Linked DNA regions of Anas platyrhynchos: region 1 is linked to region 2. Evidence: chromatin contacts called from public Hi-C data. All regions are on one chromosome and are shown on one strand. The core of a region is the stretch at or near the end of the contact, and the rest is flanking DNA. Distances in the headings are between cores, read along the strand shown. Region 1 has its middle 220 kb from the start of FBXW11. Region 2 has its middle 97 kb from the start of FBXW11.

Region 1 (2,700 bases), core at 108-2,607, 120 kb before region 2:
CCGAGTTCCTGAAGACTGGACTGCTCCAACTATGGTAGTTTGCAGCCACTCCGGTGCCTTCCCTGCAGACAGCAGCTGAGGGCAACGCGAGAGCTTTGGGGGGGGGGGGCACAGAAATGGGGGGGAAGCCTGAGGTGTGCCCTCACCTGCACGGGGCTGCTGCTGCCCTGACACAGCCTGTGCCACGAGGGTCCCACAGCCAGCACCTGCCTGCAAACTGATGCAGGGGGTGGGACCAGGTCAGATGTGACCTCGCTTTTATGTCATAATTAGCTTTTGTGGCTTATTAGCTAGGCGCTAGGTGACAAAACACAGTCCTATCAGATACAGAAAGCATTGTAGCTGTCAGTAATTCCCTAGAAGTGCCCCACAGATACAAATTCAGGGTTTTTGCTCTCTGCTCTTCAACTATTTACTGTTGATACACACTAGGTTCCAAGGGCCTGTGACTGAAGAGGAGATCACGCAGGCAACCACGACACATATCTGTCACCAGAGAGCTTGCCAGCGTCCTGGTGGATGCAGGAGCTGGAGGTAAGTACCAAGCAGCTCTGTCCTCTGCTGCTGAGGCAGCACAGCTTCACCCCTACGGGAGCTGAGAACCCCAAGCAGGGACTTCAGCAGCTTCAACACAAGGTGTGTTAGGGTTTCCTTGGTCATACCCGTGGTGTGGATGCACACACAGGGTGAACTCCTCAAGGCAGTATGAGTGACTTCATGTTGACTCAAAGGAAGGAGGGGGCTTCCTACGACATCCTCTCCCACCTGCTCTTCCAACAAATCCCTCCGACTAAAGCCAAACCTACTCTGCAGCTTATCACAGCATTATTTGGGTTGGAAATGACCTCACGAGGTCCTCTGGTCCAACCTCCTGCTCAGAGCAGGTCAGCTATGAGACCAGAGCAGGTTTCTCCAGACTTCGACCACTCTGGTCTTGAAAACCTCCCAGGGATGGAGGCCGAACAGCCTCCCTGGAGAATCTTGTTCCGCTGCCAGTCAACTGGCACGAAACCAAGGCTATTTCAATGCGTCTCCCGCCCGGCCCCAGCAGATTACTCCTGGAAATCTGCCATCTGCCTATGAAATCCTTGGAGAAGACGAATTTCCAAGTGCCTGTCTCACTGTCAGCAGCCTCCATGAGTAGGGAGTCACCGCGCCTTGCCGTACAGGGATCGTGTTCAGAGCTGACAGTGAAATATCCTCCTGCCTACACACAAAAGCCACACATTTTGCTTCTGTTTCAGATACCTTCAGTACATCTCCCATGTCACCGTACAACTCCTATGATACATATCAGCACTGTTATAGCAGCTGACAGCAGCTAGTAATTTCTAAGTAATTCAAGTTAAGATTGCAAACGACCTTCAGATAGCTTTGCACTCTTACAACTTTCTGAAGTACCGTGGGGACTGGAGTCTGATAAAACTGCTTCCAATGATAACAGCAAGCACAGAGAACACACAACCACGATATAAGTAATTTATGTGCTTAGCTGAAGAAACTGGCAGGCTATTTCATATGCTTACAAATCAAATGAGCAAACTCAGTGTTCAATACCCTCCTCCAACCCCTCCCTTTTATTTAGTGTAGCGTAACACATTTCTGCTCTTTCATCATCATTCAGAACATGATCCTGAGCTGAATGCAACTGGGGCTGCTGCATTTGCTTCAGAGATTTCAGCACTGAATCAGATGAACATGCAAAAATAGAATAAATCTATTTTTACTCGCCAAAAAGCTGTGCATGAAGTAATCTCCACTTCCAAGAGGAGAGTACTCATCTCTCCCTCCTGAACATGGAAGCGCAAGTACATATATAAATCCACATTAATTTCTTGCACAAAGAACTAAATATAGTTTAATTTCAGAGATGCATTAGGAACACTGCAAGTGAATGGCACAGAGCCTGTACCAAGGACTATGCACAATGCTGTCTTTCTGTTTATACGGTTTGAAGGATTTACCAGTATTAATCACTGAAGCTCTGAGCTGGCAGTCAGCACAGTTATTCTCACCTCTAGTCCCCCTCCGATAGGGAGCCACTTACAAATGGTGAGATCTGCTTCTGGTTTGTATCATTTGGGGATACAAATGAGTTGTTACCGCCTTATCTTCGGGTAGCATTGCAGAGCCAGTAGTTGAATCCACATGACTGAGGTTCACATCAGCTGGGAAATGCTGAACATGGGAAGAGGCAGGTTATCTTCCTGGGCTCCTTTCTTAGCAGCAGGATTTGCACCACACTGAGGAAAAGCTCCCTGAACTTTCCTGTCTGAAATACCTGACAAACATTCAAGGCTGGCAGAACAACTGGTAAAGGGGACCTGCATTCCTTACGGCCACTGATACCTTCGCTCTGTGAACCTGCACACATCCAAAGAAAAAAAGGGGATAATAGTAGCAAACAGCGTGATGAACTCATCATGACCAAACCTGCAGTGTCAGAAATTTAGAGTTTGGCTACGTGGCTCAGGTGTGACCCCCTCCTACACTGCTGCACAGCCCACCTGGCTAGAGAGCATAATCACCAAACGCTGTGACAAAGGAGTCGTGTGAACAGCATCGTGTTTCAACGAGGCACCCAGTCTGCTATCGGGCCAGGGAGCAGGACAGGACATTTTTGCTTCATTTTGTGTTAATTGTTCATACTGCTGAGCTGGCTGCCAAATAAACGTAGCAGTCAGTGATCAGTGACCTTAC
Region 2 (2,700 bases), core at 134-2,633:
CCGTTGGGACAAGCTCATCTACAACACAGTCATTAAAGTCTCAGCTTCAAGGCCAGCTTTTTAGTTCAAGCTGCAGATCCTCATGCCTTCTACATCAAAGATCTGTGGTATTAGATATGTAACCAATGCTGGAGAAACAAAGACCTGAAACTAAGAGATAGAAAACAAAACAAAGAAACAAGTGCTCTATGGGTATGTCCTGTCCTTCTGTCTGCCCCTTCCCAAAGTCCTGCATGTTAGTACAAATGATTTTCACTCATGAAGAATGCCTTTTATCATGCTACTAACAGAACAGAGAGTCTTTCTGTTCTACAAATGTGAAACTTTAGGATATTACCCATCTCTAAGTCATTTGTTTGTTATACCAGACAACCGCATAGTACACCAAGCTCTGCTGACCTGTTTTCCCCTGTCTGCTTGTCCCCTTTCTTTACATCCCTGTCCCCAGACAAATGTAAGTGAAACAGATGCATCTACCTGACAGTTTCAAAGCACTGTCAAAACAGGCTTTTAACAGGCAATTAAAAATTGACCCTTGTTTCTTAAGAAGTTCAAGGAAACAAAGCATCACTGTTTCATTGTTGCGGACTCCGCACTACCATATTAGAAGAGAATGGTGAGAGTTCAAGATAGGGTCAAGTCCTGCACCCTCTGGAAAGGAGGGGATGGAGTCAGCCCTAAACCTGTTAGAACAATCGTGAGTAAGTGTGAGCAACCGCTGCTATTGTGATATCCAACTGAGTAATATCTTATTTCTAATTTTAACATTCAAGAGGAACTTTTTGTTTGGCCTGGCTTGGCCGGAGAGCCATTGGCAGTAGCCTGCGGCTCGAACGCTAACACGTCAGGAATTCAGGCTGGCATCCCGCACCTCGGCGCACCGGCGCGGATGTGTTGTTTCTCAGTGAACTCTCACTTCCCGTCTGCCTCCGTGTCGGCCCGTACGAAGTCCACTGACCGGGAGACTTGCAGGTCATGTGGCTCAGTTCCTGTGCTATGGAGGCTCCTGAAAACGTTTGGTTGTATTTCTCCGTGGCTCCTACTCAGGTGAAACAGAGGTCACAAGCAAGCAGAACACTTCTCAAGCATTAGCATTTTTGTCTGATACCCTGCGTAACAAGGAAAGCTGTGCAAATAGGCTGGAGAAAATAAGAAGTGAACCAAAATGAACCTTTCACTGTAAGGTCTGAAAAGATCCCATTAACACTTTACTATCAATAATACGTAACTTCACATTTTTTCATCTCTGATATTGAGCCAGAGTGGGCACAGTGACAAAACAGAAGGAAGCTTGTGCTTACTTTTGTCACTGTACGTTACAGATTTATCTTGGTTAACTAAAAAGGGTAGCCTTAACTCAGCATCCACAGTAGCCCTGAGGGTATAGCTCTTAGTTGTTTAAGACTGAAAGGGCTGATGACAAGAGGAAGTTCTATCCTCTGTTTCAAACCTTTGAGTAACTAGGAAGCTTTCCAAAGGCAGCAACCCCTTATCTGCCCCAGTTTAAAGTTCACAGCAGTTCTATGAGAGAACTCAGATAAACTTCTCTAAACTTGACCCAACCTTTCAATCCACTGACGTTCAGACAAGATAACCCCAAGCACATTAGTGAGATGAGCCTGAATCAGCCCTGAAATTAGAGATGTATAAGACTGACCTAATTTCTCCATTCTTATCCCTTCTCCCTGCCTCCTGCCCAACTGTTAATCAAGTTGTTTAGTCTAATGTTTCCCAGCACTTTAATGTGTTTGGTTTAAATAAAATGCAGGGTTTTTTCTTTTTTTTTTTTTTCTTTTTTCTTTCTTTTTTTTTTTTTTTTAAAGTCTTGAGATGTTCCAGTCCTCTTTTTCTAGTTGACCCAAAATTATCTTTTCTCTCACTTTCAGATTCCATCTCATGTTGCATTGTACGGTTCCTCTTCCCTTTTAAGCTTTTTGTATATTTGAGCTCCTTCACGCTTCCTTGTGCCATCACTTAGCCAAATTCTCAATACTTGCTTTCTTATTAATTATTCCCTCTCCCCCACCTTTTTTTTTTTTTTTTTAATCTTCCTCATCTGATTATTTTTAAGGCTATTTAATCTTCACTGACTCATTCACATCTTCCACCCAACTGGAATACACGCAACTGAATATGATACCTCAAATCTCACAACGGCAGTGCCATCTCAGCATAAAGCATAATTATCTATTTAATATTTGATTTTCTGTCTGCCCATTAATCACAGGTCATGTCCAATAATACTGCTTCCCAAATTTCTCTCTGTCTGATTAAGTACTTGCATTTTCCTTTAGACATATTAGCTACATTTTTCTAAACTGAATCATGTTTGTTTTCTTCTTATTATGGTACTAATCTCTTGAGGCTTCTTTTGTACAAGTGGATGGAAAGAGCTTTTTTTTTTTCCTTTATTATTGCACAAGAGAGTTTTATGTCTTTGGATGTGTCATAATAAAATGGTTTTGGTAGCAGCAAACCTAATTCCTGTTGTTATTAAACCATAACACACTTCAGGACAACTTAGTCATTGTGGAATAACACTGTCTTGTGAACACCACATATACCTAGCAGGAAGTGCTGAAGTAAGATGAAGTGGGCTAGAGATAGACAGAGGGGAAAGATTTACAGTCTGAGTAAGAAATTAAATTCAGCCACACTTAATGAGTTAGTTTTTAAAAAATCACTAACAGCTAAATTTTT

The links. Hi-C and Micro-C count contacts between places; a contact is called where the count stands out from the background.
Region 1: a Hi-C map of liver shows a contact between it and region 2, with 2.1 times the contacts expected there. The contact joins two enhancer-like sites. A contact is called at or near these places in 3 of 8 Hi-C or Micro-C datasets (liver, skeletal muscle and subcutaneous adipose tissue).

Annotation. Positions count from the first base shown.
Region 1 is chr14:14,078,873-14,081,572 of IASCAAS_PekinDuck_T2T, reverse strand. No RefSeq gene overlaps it. Among named protein-coding and RNA genes, the nearest start is that of FBXW11, 220 kb to the right of the region's middle. Within about 2 kb of position 1,357, at least 1 of the 8 cell types and tissues checked has an H3K27ac peak or open chromatin away from gene starts, as enhancers often do.
Region 2 is chr14:13,959,639-13,962,338 of IASCAAS_PekinDuck_T2T, reverse strand. No RefSeq gene overlaps it. Among named protein-coding and RNA genes, the nearest start is that of FBXW11, 97 kb to the right of the region's middle. Within about 2 kb of position 1,383, at least 3 of the 8 cell types and tissues checked have an H3K27ac peak or open chromatin away from gene starts, as enhancers often do.